Regions from separate parts of the Mus musculus genome. Here all the other regions are linked to region 4. Evidence: chromatin contacts called from public Hi-C and promoter capture Hi-C data. All regions are on one chromosome and are shown on one strand. The core of a region is the stretch at or near the end of the contact, and the rest is flanking DNA. Distances in the headings are between cores, read along the strand shown. Region 1 holds the start of Prpf40b (pre-mRNA processing factor 40B). Region 2 holds the start of Prr13 (proline rich 13). Region 3 holds the start of Bcdin3d (BCDIN3 domain containing). Region 4 holds the start of C330013E15Rik (RIKEN cDNA C330013E15 gene).

Region 1 (2,772 bases), core at 238-2,737, 1.3 Mb after region 4:
ATGGCACAGATGACATTTCTTAGCCTCATTTTTTTTAATCCCAATCCTGAGATTCTGAGACAACCAGGTGATCCTAGGTAGGCCTGGACTGACTTATTCACCAAAGGAACTGTAAGAAAATGAAGGCTAAGAGGCATATTTCTCAAAGAGAGGCAGCCATCATCAAAAAGAAACGGGGTTGGCAGAGTAGTTCAGCACTACAGTTCTTGCCGGCATTAACAAGGCCCTAGGTTCAATGCAGAGCGCTGCAAAGAACAGCTGAGCTCTAGCACCCTGTTGTCTCCACTGACCTGCAGAGCCCAAATAGGTCCAGCCCCTCCCCCACCTACTTCCTAGCCTCTACTCTGGTGTGTAAGCCCTAGCATTTCTTCTGCTCCCCACAAAGAGCCTAGAGATCTTTCTAGAATACAACATTTTGCTTCTGATCCTCCATCACCTCTTCACTCTCCCGAAGAAACAGAATGTTGTTACTTCTGGTTCTCATCGTTTTTGAACTTCCAGGGTTCAACTTCCTCTATTTATAGAGTTCTCCCATTTCTCCAACGGGATTCCCAAGGCCCAGGCCTGCCAGGACCCAGCCTTGCAAGCTTTAAATCTCTTATCCGTAAATCCCGAGAAATTTTCCCCAGTCAAGCTGAAGGTCTCCACTCCAACATCCTCCTGCTTGACGCATCCTAGAACCCCTTCGCCTGAATTCCCTCCTCAAATCCCGCCCCCTTCTGCAACGGATGGAGAGTCCGTTTATCATACTGCCCATTTTCCTTTTTAAAAGTCAATGGGAAATTCAAGGCCCAGAGAAAGGTAGTGACTTGCCCAAGGTCACACAGAGTTACCACAGTCTGTCTGAAGGCAGAGCCAGGGTTGGGACCCAGGGGCCTCTGCTCCTCCGTTTCTTGGACTACTCCGGTTCTGAGGTGGAAACCAGGAGCATCTCTTTCCTCAGAAGTCCCTCCTAACCTCGGGAGACAGGTTTTGAGAACGGATGGGTAAGGAAGGGTGTCCCCTAAGGTCCAAAGGGGCACCTGGGGCTTCCAAAAGGCACAAGCCTGGGTCTGGGGGAGGGGCACGGGCCACGCCAAATAGCCTAGGATTGGCAACTGGTTTCCATCGCCTGCCCTCCCTTCGCCCCCGACCTTTCTCCACAGACCCACCGTTCACTTCATCCCTTCCTCCTCCTCACACAGCGCCTAGGCTCTCCGTCCCCTCAGCCCCCGGTCGCACCCGCCCCCCCGCCCCCCGCCATGCACCATAATGGCCTCCCCGCCCCTTCTACCCTCACTCCCCGCCCCCACCTACCTACAGGGCTTCTTTTCCTCACCCCTCGGTCCCCTCGCCCTCCCTCAGGGTCCCGGGTGCCCCGGCGGCCCTCCCGCCTCCCCGGCTCGAGCCCGGGCCGCAGGGGGCGCTGTGAGACAGCCCCGGGCCTCTCCACCCCCGCGCGGGGACGTTACCATGCCAGAGCCTCAGAGCAGCTGGGCCGGCTCGGCCCACTCGCCAGTAAAAACAGCTCTGATTGGCCGGGCTTCGGCCGGGAGGGCGGGGCCAGTGGGGGGGTCGCACCCCTTCGTGGCCGGGGCTCCGGTTGCTCTCGCCGAGGAGCGGAGCCCCCAACCGGCCCGGTGTGCCCGGCCCGGCTCCGCCCCCGGCCCGGAGCGCCAGGCCCCGCCCCCACGTGCGCAGAATCCTGGGACCGCCCCCTGGGGCGGGGCGCGCCTGGGCCCACCCCCGGGGGCGGAGCGCGCCTGGGCGGGCCTGGGACTGACCGCGCGCTGGCTGCGCAGGGCGGCGTGGCTCTCCCGGCTCACAGCCCCCTTCTTGCCCGCGACTCCGCGGCCACCACCCAGACCGGACCGAGCCATTAATTTCTCCCGCGCAGAGGGCACTACAGCGGTTCACAGAGCGGCTCTTTTCCCTGCGTATTTTCTTTAGTTTTAATTTTTTGTTGTTGTTGGTTTTTTTCGAGACATGGTTTCTCTGTGTAGCCCTGGCTGTCCTGGAACTCACCAGGCTGGCCTCGAACTCAGAAATCCGCCTGCCTCTGCCTCCCGAGTGCTGGGATTAAAGGCGTGCGCTACCACGCCCGGCTTTAGTTTTAATTTCTTAATTCAAGAACTATTAATTAAACTCCTGTGCCAGCAGCCGTATGTGTCGGGCAAAGCCGACAAATCCCCTAAATGAGTGCGTACGTGCCTCTCGCTTAGCGCTGGGTTACTTTCAGAATCTGCCTCTGTAACATCTACAGTGAGAGATAAACGTTCAGTTATGTAGATAAGGGAACTCGAAGCTACTTAATGGGCATGCATGCTCAAGTTCTTGGGCTAGTACAGCTGGCCCTGGTTGGAGGCATTGCACCTCTTTACCCCTCCAAAGCCGGGGTAAAGACCAAGACGTTGCCTGTTTCCTTCTGTAGGTTTCTGAACCTGACTCAGGAAAACACCTCTTTATGTCTATAGACAATTTGGCTTTATCAATAGTTGTATTAAAAGTTCTTATATTCATTCTTCAAGCCAGCACTGAGTTGTAGAGGCAGACAGATCCCTGGGGCTCAGCGGCTAGCCGAACTAGCCTACATTGTGTTTTCTGACTAGTGAGAGACCTGATCTTTAAAATGATGTCCCAGGACGTCATGAAAAGCCGGACATGAGGGGAAGAAACCCTTTCCCCTGAGATCTAATTTGTCTTTCTTGAAGTGATCTCAAATAACAAATCCATGATGCACTTTAAATCTAATGTATGTCAGGTGGTAGTGGGTGTACCCCTTTAATCGAGCAT
Region 2 (2,904 bases), core at 57-2,556, 1.8 Mb before region 4:
ATTCCGGGAGGACAGGGGCCAGGGGGAAAGGCAGGATTGAGAGGTGGTGGACAGGCAGGATTGGAACCTCCTGGGCACACAACTTGGGGTGGATATGGATTCGGTCCTGGAAGAAGAATCCGAGAATAAAGATTAGAACTGTCCGGAACCTCTATCAACACATAATACAAATCACTACCGTTCTTAAGCCTTATGGAAAGGCAGAACTTGGTAACTAGCAGTGGTCCGGTGGCTTTGCTTTTGCTTGGGGCTGCGGGGATAGATAGAAACTTCCTGTTTCATTGCAAAATGGGCTGGGGCAGGTCAGAGGAGAGCCCCCAGGAACTTACCAGCATTAGGATTCCACATGTCGAGATGTTAGCTCAAGCCTAGGAAGTAAACCAGGCAAAGTCTGAAGGTTCCAGGAAGGGAGGAGGATTTTCGAGAACCCGAGCCCCACCCTACAGCCTCCACCCTACCAAGACTCTCACAGATAAACCTCCACTTAAAAATGGGCTGCACTCTGGAAACAGAGGCAGGTGGATCTCTGAGTTCCAGACCAGCCTGGTCGAAAAAGAGTTACAGGACAGCTAGAGCTACCCTGTGTCAAACCCAAAACAAAAGGAAATGAAAAAAAGTTCCCTGCTGGGCGTGGGGGTGCACACCTTTAATACCAGCACTTGGGAGGCAGAGGCAGGCGAATGAGGCCAGCCTGGTCTACAAAGTAAGTTCCAGGACAGCTGGAGCTATACAGAGAAACCCTGTCTCGAAATAACAAAAACAAACAAACAAACAAAAACAAAACAAAAAAAAAAGTTCCCTTTTTCTTTCCCGCATCCTCATAGCCTACTCTAGCCCAGGATTTAAATCACAGGAACTCTCTTCCCAGGGCCCCTCCCACTTTCACTATCTCACCTGGATGGAGAAGTCTCATTTCCCTCTCCCTGGAAAGGGACCGGAGGCCTTTAAGCATCCGTAGTGTGAGATGGGACCTAAACTCCCTGCTCGCCCCGGGGGCACCCCTGAAGTGAAGCTAAAATAAACAAATAAATAAAAATAAATAAATAAACAAACAAATAATCCCATCCTGAATATCAAGAAAGACACTCCAGGTCCCAAAACTCTTAGAACACACACACAACCCCCAAAGAGCAAATGGAGTTCTTAGTTCTCAGGAATAAATGGATCCCTGGCCCAGCTAAGAGGAGAGATGGAATTTGGGAGGCCAGATGCCCTGTCACCTTCCCAGATCGCCAGCCCGCTCCTGTCCTCCTTCTCAGTCTGGGTTCGCACTTCCTGGTCACTCCTATTCATTCTATACTTCCGCACCGCCCCTGTGACCTAGTTAATAATTATGTGATCACTTTGACACGATGATTGGAGAACTGACTTGTCAATCGCTGTGGTCCAACTAAACAAGGAGGAAACCGTTGCGCTGGCCGCCAGGCGGAGCCTTAGGGAGAAAACATTGCGTTGTGAAATACATACAGGTGAAATACGGAGACGCAGCGGAAATGCTCCTTAGGGCGGGACCGAGGCGGGGTCAGCTCCAAGCAAGGACCTGAGCCAACGAGATAAACTCTCACTGTTTTTTTTTGTTGTTGTTTTGCTTAAATTTTAAGATTTTTTTTTTTAATGTGTATGAGTGTTTTGCCTCAGTGTATGTGCACCAAGTGCCTGCTTGATGGGTAGACTTGTCTGTAACCTAGCATTTTGGAAATGGAGGAAGAGAATCAGAATTTAAAGACAATATTAGCTTCTTAGGGAACCCTACATAAAACCTCAGAGAGAGCTCTGTCATGATGGCACAACACCTTTAGTCCCTGAACTCAGGAGGCAGAGGCAGGTGAATCTCTGAGTTTGAAACCAGCATGGTCTGCATAGTGAGTTCCAAGACAGCCAGAGCCACACAGACCAGCCCTGTCTCTGACTCGGAAAATAACAACAAAAACAAACAAACAAAAAAAGGCCTCAGAGAACAAAAGGAGGAAGTTCTGCTGAGTCCCAGCCCTGGGCTTCAATGTTGCCAGCTGCTAGAACCACAGCCTGTGGTTCTTTTTTTGTAGAAAGATAAGAGACAGGGTTTCAATGTGTTCAGCAGATGGTGCAGTTATAGTTTCATGTCATTGTTCTGGGTAACTAAGTGAATTCATTTTTGGTTTTGATGTTTTTGAGACAATCTACCAGTATGACTTGGGTTGACTTTGGATGAAAAGCAGTCATCCCATATCTCTCTCTCTCTCTCTCTCTCTCTCTCTCTCTCTCTCTCTCGGGTGCTAGAAAAACAAAAGCAAGCCACAACTCTCAGAATTTTTTTTTTTTGGTTTTTCGAGACAGAGTTTCTCTGTATAGCCCTGGCTGTCCTGGAACTCACTTTGTAGACCAGGCTGGCCTCGAACTCAGAAATCCACCTGCCTCTGCCTCCCGAGTGCTAGGGTTAAAGGTGTGGGCCACCAAGCCCAGCTAACCCCAGCACTTTGCAGATAGGGCTTACAGGATCCTGAGTTCAAGGTCACCCTTGGCAACACAGAGAGTTTTAGGTCATCCTGCGCTACATGAGACCCTGTTCATAGATAAAATGATGAATAAATCAAGGACTTTCCCACAAGCCACACAAGGCCTGGACCTTAGCTGTCTACATTCCTCTCCCCACCCTCTACACTTTTATTTTATTTTATTTTATTTTATTTTATTTTATTTTTTTTTATTTTTTTTCCAAGACAGGGTATTCTCTGTATAGCCCTGGCTGTCCTGGAACTCACTCTGTAGACCAGGCTGGCCTCGAACTCAGAAATCCTCCTGCCTCTCCCTCCCGAGGGCTGGGATTAAAGGCATGCGCCACCATGCCCGGCACTTTTATTTATTTTTGAGACAGGATCTCACACTCAGTTTAGGATGGCCTCAGCCTGCTATGTTGCCAAGATG
Region 3 (2,778 bases), core at 244-2,743, 1.1 Mb after region 4:
AGTCTCTTATAAAGTTTAGCAAATTTTTGGCTTAGTAAGCTGGGAGGTCTCCATAAAATGGGCTGGTCAGAACACAGTGCCATGGGTTGATTCTAACAGGCTGGGCTCTCCTTACCTCTAAACCGAACTTACTGCTTAGGCCATGTGGTGGTTTGAATAAAAATGGCCCCCATAGGCTCATATGTCTGAATAGTCACCAGAGGGTGGGACTCTTTGAAAGGATTAGGAGGTGTGGCCTTGTAGGAGGAAGTTTGTCACCTGAGGTGGGTTTTGAGGTTTCAGAAGCCCAGGCTAAGCCTGGACTCTCTTTTTGCCTATGGATCAGGGTCTAGCTCTCAGCTACTGCTTCCCACCATGATGATAATGGACTAAACCTCTGAAACTGTAGCAAGCCTCCAATTATTTTTTTAATGAGTTGCCATGGTTACCTGTCTCTCCACAGCAATAGAACAGAGACTAAGGGAGGCTGACTCCTCAGTCTCTCTCCTCACCAGCTTTCCCCACCCCAGACCACATTTAAAAAGCTTTTAAAGTATTACTATTTCCTAGCGTGTGTACACGTGTGTAGAGTCCAGAGGCGGATGGCAGGCATCTTCTTCGATCATTTCCCACCTTATCTTTTGAGACAGAATCTCTCAGTGGGCCTGGAGCACACACCAACGCAGCTAGGCTGGCTAGCCGGCAAACTTCAGAGATCTGCTAGTCTGGGATTACAGGCATACACCATTACACCCTGCTTTTTATGTGGGTGTTTGGGATCCGAACTCAGGTCCACGAGCTTACCCAGCAAGCATTTCCTGATTGAACCATTTTTACAGAGTTCGGCCCACTTTTGGTCTTAAGTTTATCTCAACACATCTCTTTCAATTTAACTCTGTTCTCCCATTTTCTTTCTTCCCCCAAACAGATACGGCTTAGTCACTTGCATCTTGTACAGTTTTCATTCAACAAGTATTTACTGAACAACCGTGCGCCAGGATTTATGATAAATATAGGAGGTTCACAGCTGAAAAGTATCAATGTAGCAACTCCATCCTCTGGAATGAAGTCTATAGTTACTATGTCTGTCGGTCCCCTTGTGGCACCTTAAGTGTTCTAGAGCTTCCAGCTACGTTTTCTAAACCAGGCTCAAGTTCCTGTGTCAGTGCATTGTTGTGTGACCCCGTCACAGGCCCCACACACACACATACTCCCCAGACAAGGAATCCCCCTTCCTTACAGCTCACTTTGTGTATCTGAAAAGAAAGAAACTTGGACCAACTTCACTTTCAAGACCCCCACAAACTCCTTGCTTTGGTCAGTGGCCCAAGGTTCAACTCAAGTTGGGCAAGTCCGTTAAGTAAGAGGGGACGATCACGGCCTCCAATAGGATACCGAAAGCCCCGACTAGGCACTGGGGTCTTCTCACCTACCTAAACTCACCTTCTTTCAGACCTCTACCCTAGGCGCATGCGCGCTGGCGCTGCGCTCGCCCCCTCCCTCCGCGGGCTCCAGACTTCCGGTTCCGCCCCAACCGAGGGACAGAGCGTGATGGCCGCAGACGGGACATTGTCAAGAGGGGGCGTTGGAGAGGCTGTGGAGGAAGAGCATCCGGGGGCTCTGGAACCCGGGGCCGCCCCGTTCGGAAATTTCCCTCATTATTCCCGCTTCCACCCTCCCGAGCAAAGGCTCCGCCTTCTGCCCCCGGAGCTTCTTCGGCAGCTCTTCCCTCCCGAGGGTCCCGAGAAGAGGCCGATCCTAGGGCTCGACGTGGGGTGTAACTCCGGGGTGAGTGACGCGGCAGGGATCGGAGCGCCGGGAGCCCAGCGATGGTCAGCCTCCGCGTCCTCCGTGGTGCTGGCCTGGGCGTGGCATCAAAACTCAAAGCCCAGAGTGGGCTTTTAAAGTATAGCCTTGACAGACACGTGCACGTCCCAGCCCTCCCTTTGGGGCCCCACGGCCGAGTGAGGAATTTTGAGCAATCCACAACTCATTCCAAAAATTCCCGCCAGACCGCTGGGGAGGAGGACCGTCTGATCTGGACTTCCGGCGTTTGCCTCCTCTCTTGCTTTGCTGGTCTTCTTGGCTGGGGAACGGGGATCCCCTTCCCTTCCCCCCCCCAAAAAATCTGGGAATCCTGATTCCTAAAAGATAAGAGCCAGGGTGACGTAATCACGGCTGAAACTTAAGGCTGTAGATATACAGTGCAAGACAGACCTGGAGCCAGATCCTTATTTACTTGTGCTAACAGAGTACAACGGTGAACAGTAGAGAGGGATCAAGAAAGAAAATAGATCATCCGGCCAGAGGAGGAAGCCTTAACCACCTTTCCCACCGCAGAGTGTTTTCAGACATGTAATGATTAGAGTCAAACCGCAGCAAAAATAAGGAAATAACAGTCTCGCCTATTTGTAGCTAGTTAGTGGATGTCCCAGTGAAGCGGGCAGTTTTATCCAACATTACAAATGGTTAGGACCCTCCGCCATTCGCTCCACATTCCATCACCAGAGTCCAGGGATAGACCTTTTGCCCACGTGTAATTCTAGCTCTCAGAAGACAAGCATTCCCACAAGTCTGAAGCTAGCCTAGGCTACTAAGACCATGTTTCCAAAAACGACAAAAAAGAGACATTGGTGGGTGGTGAAGACCTTTGAGGGTCTCAGTTGAGGAGAGCTTTTGGTTATAGACTACAGTAACCAGCTGGGTGTGTGTCCCTGTAAACGTGTCACCGTGGTATAGGAAACCAGCAGAAAAACAGAAAAGAAAAACATTTTTAAAAAAAAGATTTTAAAATTGTAA
Region 4 (2,931 bases), core at 263-2,762:
GCAGAAGAGCTGCAAATAAGGCTGCCTTATTTCTTAGAGCCAGGAAAATAAGGATGGTCTCGGCACCCTCGCGCCCGAAGGTGCTGGCTTCTGACTGGGCAGAAGGCGCCGTTCCCACTAGCATACTGATTGATGGAGGCTAACTTGGCCATGTTCCCTTTCGAATAGAGGGCAGGTCTGAGGACCCGTTCCGGGGTCTCCGGACTGCTGGTGTCTTAGGGGACTCCTCTGGGTGATCTCCCCCGGGCTGTGCTGTAACCAGTCCTGACTCTGTGGGACCCACGGTTCTCAGTGTTTACCTCACGGGTTCCTAGTCAAGGTCGACCTCCAAAGAGTGAGTGACTGGAAGTTAACCGTGAGAAGGGCGGCGGGTGGAGGGGTGGGGAACGCGACCATGTTCTCACAAACATTAGCAACGCACAGGGGCGGCTACGAGTCCGGGCCCCGAGGAGGAAGCGCCAGAAGTCCCCGGCGGGCGAGAACGGGTCCTCGAGGGCCTGGGCCGTGCAGCGGAGCCGGCACCTCAGCAGTTAAGCTCGGCCGAGGCCTGTTGTTCCGAGGCGCGGCGCCCCGCCTCCGCCCGCCCTCCATTGGCTTCCCCAAATCCCTGCTCTAGCTCGCCATTCGCTCCAGCCGCTGTCCGTCACGGAAAAGCCCCCCCACCCCACACACAGGAGCCCGCGGCTCCAAACTGCGCCACACGGTTTATGGGGTCGGGGCCCAGAGGGCCGAGCGGCTGCGTTGTGGGGGTGGAGGGGGGCGGCCACGTCAGGTGCGGCCGCGCTGTGCGGCCCGCTGAAGAGAGCCGCACAGACCGCCCCAGGCCCGACGTCCCCCAGCCCGCTCGACCCGAACCCGCCCGCTTCCCCGACGGCCCCCGCCACTTCCCGGCCTTGCCTTTGCTGTTCATGGTGGCTCTGAGTCCGCTCCCACTCGGCGTCGCGGACGGTTATTTTTCTCGTCCTCTTCCTGTTCGGAGTCACTTCCGTGTCACGTGACGTTCGTCCACTCTGCGTCAGGAGATGCCCGAGTGCGCCGCCGCCGGAAACCCCGCCCCCTCGCAGGCCGGCCAGTCGCGGCAAGGAGGGCGCTCGCGGCCCTGCTCTGCTCGGAAGCCCCGCCCTCCCCGCGCGCTCTGCCCTCACGGCGCGCGCCTCCTCTGGGCTCGGCCCCGCCCCTCCCTGCGCGGCTTCGCCCTCACCGCGCGCTTTGCCCTCACTAATTGCCCCGCCCTCCCTGCGAGGCCCCGCCCTCCTCGCTCTCCCCGCGTTCCTTGCTCTCTCTGCGCGGCCCCGCCCTCACCGCGGTCCTTGCTCTCACCGTGCGCCCCGCCCTTATCACGAGCCACTCCTTCCCGCGCGGCCCCGCCCTCACCGCACCGCTAGCCCCGCCTCCCTGAACGCTCCGCCTTCACCGCGGGCTCCTCCTTTCTGCGCGGCCCCGCCCTCCCTGCGCGACCCCTCCCTCACCGCGCGCTCCTCCTTTCTGCGCGGCCCCGCCCTAAAGAAAGCGGAGTCAGCTCATCTCAGGGCGACTTCCTCACTGTGAGTCGCCTCTGCTCACCAAATTCAGGTGTGAACACAGGCTGTCACGACTCCACAGTGCCTGCGAGACGCAGCCCAGACCTCAGACCTTAGCCTGTCCGCCGTTCTGGTCCTTCCAGGCCTCTTGTTGAGGGCCCAGCGCCTGGCTTCGTGCTCGGAGATGGACCGTGTCCCCGCGCCCCGCCCCCTGTCCTGAGATAGACCGTGCCCCAGCACAAGCTGAGGGGACGCAGCCAGCACCTGCACCCTGGCCTGGCACGTCCTACGGGGACCTGAAAACTCCCTACAGATGTTGTGAGTGGTTTAGCCCGCGCTCAGTTGTCCAGAAGAGTAGCGACGACGTCTCTTAGGACAGTGATCACATTTTTTCCCGTTTCCTCGTTCCAGAATATCTGCTGAGCAACCGAACGCGCTCTCATAGATGCACAGAGGAACCGACCGCCGCAGCTGTCTGCAGAAGTTCGTGTTGTGCGTGGTCAAGTAGATGGGCAGGCTTTGGAGGGAGAGGTCCTTGGTGAACGGACTCCTGATTCGTCCGACACCGAAGGCCTTGCTTGTGTGTCAGGTGTCTATTTAACAGTTTGCGTGGCGTCCTGTAAATGCAGTTTCGTCCAGTCGGCAAGCACAGCAGCCTGAGAGGCTGATCTAGTTCAGCCTGGGGACCTGCGCATGAGTGTCATGGGTTCACGCCGACACACATATAAAAATAAACATTCGAGAAGAAAAGAAAAACTGATCTAAAGGACAGGTTACAGACTTGAGTTTTGTGTTCGGCCTCCCAGGTTCCGGGTCAGTATTTCCATTTTGGTTTCCTGTCAGCACACAGAGCATCCCCTAACTAGGCTGCGCTAACTAAAGGATGTTAGGGAACTCTCTTGGGTATTTTTTAAGTTCCCATTAAGTATTTATATTAATTTGATTTGGATTAAATCAGTATCATAAAGACTGTGGTATTTACATTTCCTTGACTAAAGCAAAGTATCCATAGACATATGAAATAAAAACAATAGTAGCAACAACATAAATTTAAAAAGTCAGATGCTGCTATGGGGTAACCATTCCAAGGACCACTGTCTTATGAAGAAAAGGTTAATTCAATATCCAGGCCCTCCTAGGGCTGACTCCTGAACGTGATAGCTGCTCTCGGCTTGGTCGATCGCTCCTATGCTAGGTGCCTGATACTTTGCTTAATATCCTGAACCCAAGGCCTGGGGATGCAGGAGCACCCCGCGGGAAATGGGGAGCTGCAGGCCGCTGCTGTTTCCACCAGGTGGAGCTAAGTAGCAGCTGGCTCCAGTCCCGGACAGCAGGGCGCATCGGTGTTTGTTCACTTAGCAAACACGCTTTCTTACAGGAATGTAGCAACTACTTAATGAATGCCCACTGT

Evidence for each region. Promoter capture Hi-C pulls out the DNA fragments that hold promoters and counts their contacts. Hi-C and Micro-C count contacts between places; a contact is called where the count stands out from the background.
Region 1: a promoter capture Hi-C map of embryonic stem cells shows a contact between it and region 4, with 3 times the contacts expected there. The contact joins the promoter of Prpf40b here to the promoter of C330013E15Rik in region 4. A contact is called at or near these places in 2 of 39 promoter capture datasets (embryonic stem cells and liver).
Region 2: a contact with region 4 is called in a Hi-C map of B cells, with 6 read pairs. The contact joins the promoter of Prr13 here to the promoter of C330013E15Rik in region 4. A contact is called at or near these places in 1 of 39 promoter capture datasets (cranial neural crest) and 1 of 484 Hi-C or Micro-C datasets (B cells).
Region 3: a contact with region 4 is called in a promoter capture Hi-C map of neural stem cells. The contact joins the promoter of Bcdin3d here to the promoter of C330013E15Rik in region 4. A contact is called at or near these places in 1 of 39 promoter capture datasets (neural stem cells) and 1 of 115 datasets of contacts at active chromatin or transcription factors (embryonic stem cells).

The regions. Positions count from the first base shown.
Region 1 is chr15:99,293,953-99,296,724 of GRCm38.p6, reverse strand. Prpf40b (pre-mRNA processing factor 40B) reads right to left here and starts at 1,487. Exons shown (of 26, transcript NM_001370635.1): 1 at 1,297-1,487. It also overlaps a transcript of Fam186b not described here.
Region 2 is chr15:102,457,572-102,460,475 of GRCm38.p6, reverse strand. Prr13 (proline rich 13) reads right to left here and starts at 1,306. Exons shown (of 4, transcript NM_001170911.1): 1 at 1,221-1,306; 2 at 330-368; 3 at 1-106. The coding sequence starts at 348.
Region 3 is chr15:99,473,445-99,476,222 of GRCm38.p6, reverse strand. Bcdin3d (BCDIN3 domain containing) reads left to right here and starts at 1,493. Exons shown (of 2, transcript NM_029236.2): 1 at 1,493-1,767. The coding sequence starts at 1,531.
Region 4 is chr15:100,613,691-100,616,621 of GRCm38.p6, reverse strand. It overlaps C330013E15Rik (RIKEN cDNA C330013E15 gene), which reads left to right and starts at 1,512. Exons shown (of 2, transcript NR_045701.1): 1 at 1,512-1,838; 2 at 1,932-2,482. Dazap2 (DAZ associated protein 2) reads right to left here and starts at 960. Exons shown (of 4, transcript NM_011873.2): 1 at 898-960. The coding sequence starts at 910.